Linked DNA regions of Pan troglodytes: region 2 is linked to region 1. The links are chromatin contacts, called in public capture Hi-C maps. All regions are on one chromosome and are shown on one strand. The core of a region is the stretch at or near the end of the contact, and the rest is flanking DNA. Distances in the headings are between cores, read along the strand shown. Region 1 has its middle 230 kb from the start of SMARCA2. Region 2 overlaps SMARCA2 (SWI/SNF related, matrix associated, actin dependent regulator of chromatin, subfamily a, member 2).

What was found. Capture Hi-C pulls out chosen DNA fragments and counts their contacts.
Region 2: a contact with region 1 is called in a capture Hi-C map of stem cell-derived neural stem cells, with 2.8 times the contacts expected there. The contact joins two enhancer-like sites. A contact is called at or near these places in 2 of 7 Hi-C or Micro-C datasets (induced pluripotent stem cells and stem cell-derived neural progenitor cells), 1 of 1 datasets of contacts at active chromatin or transcription factors (stem cell-derived excitatory neurons) and 1 of 1 other capture datasets (stem cell-derived neural stem cells).

Annotation. Positions count from the first base shown.
Region 1 is chr11:113,692,832-113,699,463 of NHGRI_mPanTro3-v2.0_pri, forward strand. No RefSeq gene overlaps it. Among named protein-coding and RNA genes, the nearest start is that of SMARCA2, 230 kb to the right of the region's middle. Within about 2 kb of position 2,705, at least 23 of the 24 cell types and tissues checked have an H3K27ac peak or open chromatin away from gene starts, as enhancers often do. A contact at or near this core is called in stem cell-derived neural stem cells, where this site is marked.
Region 2 is chr11:113,789,732-113,796,363 of NHGRI_mPanTro3-v2.0_pri, forward strand. The region is part of intron 27 of SMARCA2 (SWI/SNF related, matrix associated, actin dependent regulator of chromatin, subfamily a, member 2); the gene reads right to left. Among named protein-coding and RNA genes, the nearest start is that of SMARCA2, 130 kb to the right of the region's middle. Within about 2 kb of position 2,705, at least 2 of the 24 cell types and tissues checked have an H3K27ac peak or open chromatin away from gene starts, as enhancers often do. A contact at or near this core is called in stem cell-derived neural stem cells, where this site is marked.

The DNA.
Region 1 (6,632 bases), core at 1,455-3,954:
GATTAAAAAAAAACAGTTCCAGGTTTATCTTGCATATTTCCTGCCTCTGCCCTGGAAACATTTTTTCTCTAAGGATCCCTTATTCCTCTTAGTTAGAATACTACATTCAAAAGCAAGGTGTGGCTGTTAGGTATGGCCACTGCTACCAAGATTTCTGCTTCAGTGGGCAAAGCCAGGAGATAGATAGATATATATATGTATCACATTAATACATACACATATATACACATTTCAGAAATTATGAGTCCACAACAACACCTCCAATTGCAATCCATTCTTCTTACATCCGTGTCTTCTCTCTTTCTGTATTTGTAACTTTCTTCTCCACAGTGAGAACCCTGGCTCTCAACAACAATGTGTTTACCGATTTGCTCAATACCAGGAAATATCTAAAATCATTTCAGAATCCTTCTGTGCCCATGCTGCTACAAAAACAAACCCAGTAAAAAGAGTTTAGTGTTTAAGTCCTTCCCGACTCCCACGCTACCTAAGTCTAATGGAATATGGTCTAATGGGTATTCATAAACTACTCGGATTTTTTCCCCCTTTCAGTGTGGTTATTCATTTGAAATACAGTTGGGTTTATTTTTTTCAGTTTGGTTTTTAGTTTTTTCTCCCTTCCCATACTTTTTGGTTTAATCTTTTAAATAAATAGAACATTAATAAACTTCCAAAAATCAAAAATAATACAAAGAGCTATACCATAGAAGTGTTTCTCCCTCTCATATTCCTTCCACCCTGTTTCCCACCTTCTTGTTAGGTGACCTGCTTCATCTCACTGCATTCTTTACTGGTTTATTCCTCCTATATTTCTATTTTTTTGAAAGATATGCAGGTACATGTATTTCTCCCATTTTTCCTTTTCCTCACAAAGGTTAGCACAGTATACATCTACTCTTTTGCAGTTGGTCAGGAAGAAACGCTTTCCATGAGCTTCGGAGACTAGCAGCCTTCTCTGCAGTATCTTATGTTCATTTAGCAAACACCTGAGTCTCCACAGAGAGCCAAGGCTGATCAGTGAGTCCCAAGTCTACAGTGAGCTGGCTTCATAGTATAGACCTTTCTCACGAATGCTTCACGCCTAGCCCAGCCAAAGAACTGCGCCCTACATTGCATTCTTTCCTGTGCCTTGTTGACACCCTGCGGTTTCAGTGTGCGGACCCTTGTCTGTCACTGCCTTAGATGACTGTTGTAGACCCTCACCTTTACGGAGTACAGACGTATTATCTCAATTTCCCTTGTCGTCTGGTTCTGCCCTCCCTCACAAAATCAATCCTCCAGGGACAAAGCTTCCTCCTATACTACGTCATGATGCTGAAATCCTTCCCCTCCCCTCCATCTCTCAACTTACCTCGACAACTATCTCTTTCTCTCTCTCTCTCATGCTCATGCGCGCGCAAACACACACATACACACACTCACACGTGTTTTCTTTAAAGGCTTAAATTTTCCATAACAGTGGGGGGTTCCCAAGGAAAAGGGGTGAAAGTTTTAAAAATAGGTGCTTGCTGGGTAATTTGCCATTAAACATCAGGGCACCATTCTAGTAGGGAGATGGCTGTTAACCCCTTCACTTCTGCTCGCCAGGGTCCTGCCCTCAGCACCTCAGGGAGGGCTGCCTCCCCGAGATCAGCAGCTGGGGAGGTGCGGGCGGGGGTCGGGGTGACAGCCAAGCTAAGTGGAGGTCCCAGGAGGCTGGACGTAATAACCACAGCGACTGTGGTTGCTCCGCCCGGTCCTCTGGGGGCAGCCAGAGCCTTCCCAGGTTTTGCCTTCGCCCGGTCCTCGCCCTTCAAAGCTGGGTAAGGTCCAGCCGTCCACCTGTGGCTGTCCTACAACAAAACCACTTCCAGGAAAAGGAAGGGGTACGTGACAGGCCGAAGAAGTCAGGCTACAAACCGGATGACAACCGTAAGGAAGAAAGAAAAGAGCAAGCCACGGGGGTTCTCATAGGGTTAACACAGCCTGGCATACACAAAGGATGAGGGTGAGGGCGAGGCAAAATGAGAAATCGGGTGCAAGGAGTAGGGGAAAAAAACCTTCCAGCCTTTCTTTTTGCATCCAGAGGTACATTTTCATTTCAGAGTAAACCCAGCCACAAATGAGGGTAGCTGGGAGCATGTCCCTTCTTAGGCAGCTGAGAGGATGAAAGAGCCTCCCAACGCCTTTGATGCAGGCTGCATATTCGAGCACATTTTGAAACGTGCATCTGTGCTGTGTTGGGCCTGGAACCCCGGCGGCTCGGGGCTGGCTGTGGGCGGGTGAGAAGGAAAACGTTGCCTGGCGTTACCCGCGTCTGGAATGGGTTCCCGGAGCAGCGCTAGGCAAAACCCGGAGTGGATCTTGGGAAGAAAAGCAGGCGCTGCTCCCGGGCTCAGCACTCGGTTTCTTAGGCGCCGAAAGGTCCACCGTTTGCACACACCACCCCTGAGGGCTCGCGAGCGGTGGGAACCTGGAAGGGGCCAAACATGCTGTTCAGAATAATTTAGGAGGTAGAATATTCCTCCTGCTTGGTAGTGTGAAATCACTTATTTATGGCTTCCATTCAGTCTCCGGTTTGCAGATAATCCCCCTTTCTAAGCGGTGAAACTCATGAATGTTGATCGTGCAAATCAAGCTGACACTAGCAGCTTTTGTCCACCAGGGCATACATCAAGGCCTGCCTTCTCCCCAGCACGTTTCCCCCTCCTCGCCATGCGCATCCCAGGCTCCCGGATTCCTGAAAGGCGCGCTCCGCCCCAAAGCGACCTGAGGGTCTCTAGCAACAATCCAGGGGCTTGTCTGCCAAGCGCTCGGGCCCCACTTGGAGCGTCCTGTTCAGAGCCTCAAAGAGACGCCCTGAAGACAAATGGCCCCGACAGGAGGAGGTCACCCAGCGAAGGGCTGCGGGAGCTCTAGACCCTCGCCCAGAGGCCTAGGCGCTCGTTCTTAAACACGCAAACCGAGCCAAGCCGGGACAAAACCCGGCTCCGAGGAAGGAAGCAACGAAACAATCGCATTTATGTAAAGGGAGGATCGAGGAGAGAGAGAAAAGGCAAAGCCAGCCAGGATGCGAGGATTTGAAATAATGAGATCAGACGGGGGACGGCGGATGTTAACTACACCCACAGAAGCCATCAATAAAAGAGGCTTTGCTAGAAGTCAAGCCGACCGCTGGTTTTTAGAGTGGCTAGGTGGTAACTCTGGATCCTGCTGTAATAAGATACTTTTTAATTAATGCTAACGAGCTAATGTTATTAACTGCTCAAAGCTCCAGAGGAGTAGGTGCGAACTGCAGACCAAATATGTCTTTGGGTGTTGTGCGATGAATGTGACCGCTGAACGAATTAAGAATAGTCAGAGGCACCCTCATTCTTAGGGATCCAGGCTCATGAATAAAGATATTCATGCGGCCTGGTGCGGTGGCTCACACCTGTAATCCCAGCACTTTGGAAGGCAGAGGCGAGTGGATCACCTGAGGTCAGGAGTTCGAGACCAGCCTGGCCAACATGGCGAAACCCCATCTCTACTAAAAATACAAAAATTAGCCGGGCGTGGTGGCATGCACCTGTAGTCCCAGCTACCTGGGAGGCTGAGGCAGGAGAATGGTGTGAACCCGCGAGGTGGAGGTTGCAGTGAGCCAAGATCGTGCCACTGCACTCCAGTCTGGGTGACAGAGCAAGACTCTGTCTCAAAAAAAAAAAAAAAAAAGATACTCATGCTTAATTTAAATTGTATTATGTGGCAGTCTCCAAACTGGTCTCTGTAGCAGAGGCCACTCATTGTGCTTCAGAAAGTTACTGTTTACCTGTGTGTCTTTCTGTTGAGAACCATTTCAAAGCTGAGGTTGAGCTGTGGGAAGGATACATTTCCACACACAAGTCTGTACTTTAAAAAATTATCTTGGTTGCTTGGTACAGGATGAGTTACCAAGAGGGTCAGGATTCCTGCCGGCCTGGCAATATTTCCTGCTTCCCACCACCCCACCCACTTCCCCAATTTACAAGCCCTGCCCCCTCCCCTAAAGAAGACCTGTGAATGACAGGCTAGTCCTCTGCCTCCTGGTCCCAGCAAACAGGAGCACTGATTCTTGGCCTTTCTTAATCGACTTTGCTGTGACTCTGACCACCATAAAGTTCACAAGAGAAGAGATCATAAAGGATGGTCAAAGTCTAGTTTTCTGAACAGGAGAGATGATCAGAGTGACCATTTGGGGTTGGCACACATTTCCCAGACAGAGGGAATATGGCGAGTTAAGGCACCGTGGGAAGAATGTCATCCATATGTCATTGTTCACTCTTTTACATTAGTTATGTACTCCAGTCCTGGAATCCAAAGGTCAACAGAATGCAGCAAGTTAACTGCTGCCCTTCTGTGGGATGAATTCTTCGGGAACAATCTTGGCTTTGTCAGTGTTTCTTACCTGCATGCCTTCTTGGATCTTGGTGTTTTCTGTCTGTTGGCTTTGACAGTGTCCAGATTGGAGGTTATTTTCATCCATACAGTCTTCCTTCCCTCTCACTCCCTGGCCTTTGAAGAATGACCCCTCTCTGACTCCACATGGCTCTGGTAAATCAGGACATGTGACCAATAGGGAATATGACCAGGCCAATCCTATTCTCTCTTCCAGGAAATGGGATTTTCAATAGAGAGACCCAGGATATAAGAGGTTGAACAAATTATCCCGTAACTACACCCTAAGGACAGGGTTCCTAAGGGTTGTGAACCCTGGAGCTGCCCTGTTGCTGGTACCTTCCAAAACATATTCTTGAGCATTTCTCTCCATTTTACAGGCTTCAGAAAATATTTTTTGTTCTTGCTTAACTTCAATTAATACATTAATACACAAGTCATACAGAAAATAGCAAGTTTAGAAATCAATTTTTTGTGTGAAATACACATCCAGAAAACTTCATTAAAGTGTATTACGAACAACTATAAAGTGAACGTTACGTATGTGTTTACTACCAGGGTTGGGAAATGAATATTATCAGTAGCCCGGGTGCCCTCTCTAACCCACTGCATTCCTCTCCTTAATGATAAAACCACCTTGCTCTTCCCTAACTACTCTGCTAACATTCTTGATCATCATTTCCTTGCTTTGCTTTACAGTTTTATCACTGATGTATGTATCCCTACACATGTTGCTTAGTTTCATCTGTTTTAACATTTGTGTGAAAGGAAGGAGGATTTTGTGTCTTTACTCAACATTACATTTGTGAGAGTCATGCATGTTATTATGTATAGAAGTAGGTTATCCATGTTATTGCTGTAGGATAGTCCATTTGTAAACATATCACAGTTATTTATTAATTACATACCTGACAAACATTTGCATTGTTTCCACTGGGAATATTACAAACAGTGTTGCTATGAGCATTTTTATTTATGTCTCCTGATACATGAAATCAAATTTCTCCAGGGGAAATCTCTAGGAGTACAATTGCTGGGGTATACAGTTATGTACATCTTCACTTTTACTAGATAATGCCAAACTATTTTTCCAAAGTAGTTGATCCAATTTACAGCCCCACTTGCCCTAACAGAGAGTATGAGAGATTCTATTATTCTACATCCTCTCCAAACTTGGTATTTTCATCTTTTTAGCTTTGGCCCATCTGGCGACTTTGTTTTTATTACGATTACCAGAAAACTGAGGAGGTATGCAGCTTTCCATATTTGTATTGGACATTTTGTCTCCAAAAACTAATTACTATTTCTCTCTTTCTCTTTCTCTCTCTCTCTCACACACACACACATGCAAACACACATACATGTGTGTACATTAACAGTTCAACTTAAATGATCAAAATAAATAGATCAAATTTCATGTTTTATTCAACCACCAAATTCAAGGAAAATTGTGTTCAAATTTTCTTACAAATACATTTGTTGTTTAATCTATATTTACCTCAGCAGGTATCATTTCTTAAAACTTTGGGTGCTAATTAGGAACTCTTACTCTTGAAACTTTTTCGTTTGACTTTCCACTTGAAGATCTGCCTAACTTCACTAAAGCTTGACATTAATCCCTGCTCTTGGAAAATAACTATTTGCTTCATGCCTGTTGGGTGACATACACCTTAACCATAGATGCTAGCATGAAGCTGAACAAATATCCTTCAAAAAGGGCCTGTCATGAAATGAAAACTTTTGTGGGTTTTTTTGTTTTTGTTTTTTTGCCTGGTAGATTTGTCTGTTCATGTCTAATGAACATATAATGAAAACAGAATATAAGCCAGCCCTACCCAGGTATGACCAAACACACCTTTGCACCACTATATTTAGGCATTCAGCAAACTTCTTACTCTTTGCTCACTAGCCACCAATTTTTGTTCTGTGTTCTCCTCCTTGATCAATAAAAGAATAATGAGGAAATGTAAGGCATAATGACACTTAATGAGAACCTTCTAGGTGCTAAAACATTGGGATATGGTTTTGGGTTCTGTTCCAGCCCAGGGGACCATCTAGAACAGGAATGGCAAATTGGTTTCATTTCACATGTCAGTTCCAATTTGCAATAATGTATGGGAAAAAAATCCAAAGTCACATCTGGGTTTAGGAAAGACTGTCATGACAGTTTAGTCACATCTGTTGTGGTGTGGGTGAATAGTTCTGTCATCTGCAATCTAGAGCGGTGGTTCTCAAATTTG
Region 2 (6,632 bases), core at 1,455-3,954, 97 kb after region 1:
TCTTAAACACTTCTGTCATGAGGCTACTGCACTACTCAGTTTCTTAAATTATCCTCAGTCTATCAATTCCAAGCCTGCCTGTATGGAACTGTCAGAGATGTTTGAAGCAGAGCAACTCCATCTTGAATAGGGGCTATGTAAAATAAAGCTGAAACCTACTGGGCTGCATTCTCAGACAGTTAAGGCATTCTCAGTCACAGGATGAGATGGGAGGTCAGCACAAGATACAGGTCATAAAGACCTTGCTGATAAAACAGCTTGCAGTACAGAAGCCGGCCAAAACCCACCAAAACCAAGATGGTGATGAGAGTGACCTCTGGTGGCCCTCACTGCTACACTCCCACCAGAGCCATGACAGTTTACAAATGCCATGGCAACATCAGGAAGTTACCCTATGTGCTCTAAAAAGGGGAGGCATGAAAAATCCACTCTTTATTTAGCATATCATCAAAAAACCACCACAAAAATGGGCAAGCAGCAGCCCTCGAAGCTGCTCTGCCTATGGAGTAGCCATTCTTTAACCCTTTACTTTCCTAATAAACTTGCTCTCTCTTTACTGTATGGATTTTCCTCAAATTCTTTCTTGTGCGAGATTCAAGAACCCTCTCTTGGGATCTGGATCCGGACCCCTTTTCAGCAACATCTTTCTGGTGACCACAAAGCCACAATACCTAGGAAACCCCCGATCCAAAGGCTAACTTTGAGTAAGTGGTGGGATCCAGTAACAGAATCTGGAGATCTCTATGATCTGATCCTACCCATCCTGATTTCCCATATTTCTTATTGCTGTGGACTAAATGATTGTGTCCTCCCAGAATTCCTGTCTTGAAATCCTAGCCCACAAGGTGATGGTATTAGGAGGTGGGGCCTTTGGGAGGTGATTAGGTCATGATTGGGATTAGTGCCCTTATTAAAAAAGACCCCAGAGAGCTCCCATGTCCCTTCTACCATGTGAGGACACAGCAAAAAGGCACTGTCTATGAACCAGGAAACAGAATCACCAGACATGGAATCTGCTGGTGCCTTCATCTTGGACTTGCCAGCTTCTAGAACTGCTTATAAACCAATCTATGGTATTTTGGTATAGCATCCCAGACTAAGACACCCAGCTAGGCAAACATTCTGCAAATAATAGGAACACAAACCCCATGCCACACCGTAGCATGCCATATTTATTCCCACCTTTGTGATTACTCTTACTTCTCACCTGGGATGTCTTTCCCAATCCCCTGTGCCTATGCACATTGCATACATGTTCAGTGATCAACTCCCATTCCACTACCCCTCCAGGTGTGCCAGATCATCTTGATTTTTTCTTCTTACAAAGATAATGCCTTCGTTTTTCTCAATTCCCCTAGAGTACATAGCACAGTAATGAGGGAGGGAAACTAGATACTGTAAAAACAGTTGAGAACGAATTCAACTATTAGATAGGGTTCCCTGGGAAAACTGCTCTTAGATATATATCCATTTATGGAACACTAAGTCCAAATGTATTTGTTCTAGGTATTTTAATGTCAATCTTCAAGTACTAAAGGATAAACTCTAGCATCAAACTCTCTGCATCTTCCCTACTTCACCCATTCCTCACCTCCCCTTTATTGTCAAGTGTCTAGGGTCACCTTTACGGATGATTCTGCCGCCTGACCACACAATAAAATTCCTTGGCACCCAGAAGGACATTAATAATTTTTTAAAAATTGCCAAAAGCTTTCTAATTCCCACATCTTAGTCTTGTCTAAACTATTTTATTTACTTTCCCCTCCATTGCTCCTTACTTAAAATGTCTCTCCTTTCTATGGTGTTTGGGTTTCTCTCTCTTTTTTTTTTTTTTTTTTTTTGAGACAAGAGTCTTCACTCTGTCACCCAGGCTAAAGTGCAGTGTTGCAGTCTCGGCTCACTGCAACCTCCGCCTCCCGAGTTTGGATGATTCTCTTGCCTCAGCCTCCCAAGTAGCTCAGAGAGACTACAGACATGCACCACCATGCCCGGCTAATTTTTGTATTGTTAGTGGAGATGGGTTTCACCATTTTGGCCAGACTGGTTTCGAACTCCTGACCTCAAGTGATCCGTCCGCCTAGGCCTCCCAAAATGCTGGCATTACAGGCATGAGCCACCATAACCAGCGCATTTCTCTAAGTTTACTAGCCACATTTTTCTCTCCTTAAATGCAGATTCCCCAACTTTTCTTTTGGCTTTTTGTTTTCATTCACAGATTGTGAATATGCAGTCAAATGTGGGCAATTACCCTTTCTGAGTACACACCAGGCACCACTAAGTCTGGATGTCCTCAGCAGCAACAGGTGAGGTGAGTTGTGATCAGCAACAGGTGAGTCTCTTAATGACCTCCGGAGGCCTCGCTGCTAGAGAACTTCACTACTGCCCCCCTGGAGGGGACATAAGGCATAATTCAGGAGGGCTGTTAATTTTACTGTTCCTGGAGACGGAGCTCTTTTGTGGAGTCCTGCTGAGCAGCCTGGATCATAGACTCCAATCCTCCATATGGTGAGTGCTTTCTGAGCAGCCCCTAACTACTGATGAGAGACTCCTGAGAGGAATCTAAGCCCTCCTCCTCCTGGGTGTAAAATCTGCCATCGGGGTCCTACTTGCCTCTATGGCTTCAAATATGACCTTGTCGGGACTCAGAAAGTGATACCCCAAAGACTGGTGCCTTGACATGCTTAGAGGCCTTAGAAGCTGCCTCAGAATCAAGGTCCGTCTAACCTGGTCTTGTCCCACCCCCATCCAGCGCAGGACACAAGAACGGACTTGCTCTGGAATTTCCTCATCTGGCCAAGAAAGTTTAACAGTCACAGTACGCAGGGGTCACCAACAGAAACACAACTGTTTCCCTCTCCTCCCTGAAATTTCATTATCTCAGAAAAGAAGACTGAGGAATGCCACCACATCTGAGAAGACTCCTTCACAAGATAATACCTGCCTCTTGGGCTCATTCAAATTTCAAGAAAAAAATCATTTCCAAGCTGACTTCTGTCCATTCATTTCCTCTAATGATTGACTGCCCCCTCAAAAGAAATGCCTACATCCCCCCCATCTCCCCGCTCCCCTATGAAAAGGGTATGTACGATTCTGTATTGCACTAGGTTATTGGGTAATCATCCTCCTGTGAGTTCCCCGTGCTATGCCTGTTAACATTTTGTATGTCTTTTCTCCTATTAATCTGCCTTTGTCAGTTGATTCTCGACGAACCTTCAGAGGGGAAAGGGGGAAGTTCTCCCTTGGCCCCTACAACCTCAATGCATATGGCTTCAAAAATTCTCTCTCTAGCCTGCGCTTCTTTTTGGAGTCACCAATTGGGAATTCCACTGTCCTACCAAACATCACAAATCAAGTTTATCACTTTTCCTTCAACCAAGCAAATATTTCTCTTTGTGGATCCTGTCCGTCTCATATAAAGGTAGCATCATTTCCCAGTTCTCTCTCCTGGAAATCTTTAAAATGATCAGTTTCCCTTATCACATCCCTGCAGTCCTATTTGTCATCATATAGTTTACCTCTGAAATAGTTCATAAGCAATCTTTTCCCCCTGGTCTCCCTGCTGTCAGACGGGTCTCCTCTCTCACAGGGTCACATTTAAATGACCTCCCTTATGGGTTTTCCCTGCCCTTTCTTTGACCTCTTCAATTAATCTTTTTCAATGCAAATGGTATCTTCTCTCTGCTTAAACAGAGGGACACATCACTCATTCTCTCATTTCAAATACGCTCAGGCTTTGAACTCTTTCTATGAAATAGAATAAAGCCCAGATTCTTTGGTCATGCATAGCCTCCAGGGTCTGGCCCTGGCCTCATTTTTCCTCCCCACGTCTACTGCTGTTAAAAACTCTGTTCCAAACACACAGTCACAGTAAGCAGGGGTCACGTATTTCCAAGCCTTCATATGCTTCCCTTGGCCTGGAACCCTCCTGATCCCTCTTTCCTACCCAAAGCATTCTCATCTTTTAAGAAAAGGCTAAAATACCATTTCTTTTATAACATCCTACGCAGTTCCCTCCTTCCCCTGTACTAGCACAATACATTACAGGTACTTTTCTCCAGGTTGTTTAATTCTGCTTGTATAAGTTTGTTTTGTTTTAAAATATGTCCGAATCTCCTATCATCCCGAAATCTGTTTAAGAACTTAAAAAAAATCATTTTAATCAAAATTGCTTCCAAAGGCACTTAAATTGATGCCTTACTCACCAATGGGACCCAAAAATGTTGGTGAGATACAATTAAGTCTTTATTGTTTACCCCTCTGCTTTCTCAGGATGACAGAGCTTGCTAGGGAAACGCGTTCTAACAACTGGCTTGGATGATTACTGCTCAAGGGAGGACCACACAACTACACAGTGAATAAAAAGAAGCCAGAGAAATGGGGCAAAATGAAGATCTTTGTCCTCAGTTTGCCCTACTCCAGCCTCACCTCTTTAAACTGCCTTTATTTTAACTAGTAACTACACAATCTTCTTCTTTTAGCTTTGAGAGTTAAACGGCTTGAAGACGTTCAACTCTACAGGCTATTAAATAACATTTATAGGAGGCCATTGGTTTGGACTGAGCTCCTGCACTAGACTCAACAGGCCAAACCAAAATGGAATCACCCTTGCTGAAGTTACACACCACTGAAACCAAGCTGTTTAATAACTGACCTTCTGAGAAATCAGGAGAGAGAGAGAATACCAAATCCCCAAACAGGCCAGTTTAAGCAAGCATAAGGAAGTTCCCTCTGCTTTAACCTTTACAAGGAAAATTAACTTTGAAACAACCAATATGCTTTTTGTTCTATTTCTGCTTTCCTCTACCCTTTCTATTAAGCCAACTTCCTTTGCTTGACGTTGTCTGATTCTAGAACAGCAAAAGCCAATTAAAAACTTTAAATTTGATGTCATTTTGTCTTTTGACAAAGTAAAAAAGATTGTCCAGTGTCACCCGAGACGAGGAGCAGTGAAGACCAACACCCATTAGCCCAAAGGTAGAGCATCTGCAACTTGACTGATGGAGGTAAGGGCCCCACCTTCTCGAGAAACAGAGACAACCAAGGAGAGGGAAACTAACCTGTAGGTCCTAACTGCTTGGCAGAAGGAAGTCCACTAAGGGGCCCCTACTGTAGGAGCAGCCAGGTTAACAGCCTTCACGGGCAGGTCTCATCACCTCCCCCCAGGAGGCTGTCTTCAATTCTGCGTAAGTCCTCCCCGGGCCAGCTAGACCACCTGTTGCTGATCTGACGCGCTCCTGCACCTTTTCAAGAAGAGGCCAGAATTCACAAGCCAGGAGATCAGCTCAGTGGGCAAAGGGGCTGTAAACCAAAATGTGATTGCCTTTCACTAAACTCCCATAGTCCCATAGTTTTTTTTTAACATATTGAAGAGGCGCATCTATGCACAGACTTGCATAGATGGCTTGGATGATTACTGCTCAAGGGAGGGCCACACAACTACATAGTGAATAAAAATAGGCCAGAGAAATGGGGCAAAATGAAGATCTTTGTTCTCAGTTTGCCCTACTCCAGCCCCATCTCTTTAAACTGCCTTTATTTTAACTAGTAACTATACAATCTTCTTATTTTAGCTTTGAGAGTTAAAAGGCTTGAAGACGTTCAATGCTACAGGCTATTAAATAAAATTTATAGGATACCATTGGTGCCATTACATTGTGCCATTACATTATGCACAGACTTGCATAGATGTGCATCTTCAGTATATGAAAGAAGGTAAAACTCTACATTCAACATTCACTAAACAAATACACCTGTCATCAACTAAATGCTAAATCCAAAAACCATACTCCCTACCTGTGAGGCTTAGTTCCTCACCTGTAGAATGGGAGAAATAATACCTACTCCAAATCTTTGAAGGAATTAAAAGGTGCTGTCTATTTATAGCTTCCAGTCTAGCACTGGCCAATACAGGGAAAGGAGGAGATAGTAGATATACTGAGAGAAAGAGTCTAATTTGGCTCAGGAAAAGTCCTGAAAATCCTATGGGAATAAATTTGGATTAAGAATTCTCTCCCCTGGGGAGAGGAATGGCATGACACTTGCCAACTTGGTGGCAGTAAGAAAGCATTGACTACATGAGAGGTGACAGGTCACTTAAAAAGAGAAGGGTTCAGCCTGTGAAATACCAAAGGCCTGTTCAGAGAGGAAGCAAAAATCACTGCGTCCGTGTGAGAATGCAGGTCTCCATGTATCCCTTAATGGCCCTTAAAAAAAAAAAGTCCTCTGGCACCAAGTGCCCAGTACAGCAAGGTGTCCTCAACCAAATGGAAAGACATGCACATTACCACTAACAGGCAGGGGCTCGGTGTGCATCATGGGTTAGGATTTACTGAAGCTACTACAAATGAGCTGAGCCTCACAACAGGTTAAAAATAATTCTGAATGTAATGGCACCAAAATAACTCTGTCCATGATTTTTCTTGGCTCCTTCTCCAACCTTGGATACCTGAAGGTCAATGAGATTATAGGTGATTCTAGTTTCTTTCTTCACTCTTCTGTATTTTTCATTAGCTTTTATGACAGGGAGCTGGTTCCAAATAAATTCTACTTTACGGTTTACATAAAAACCCAAAGCTTCAGGCGTTTGGGGGTTGTGATTACAAAAATGCAGAAAGATAGAACAGAACAGTCAA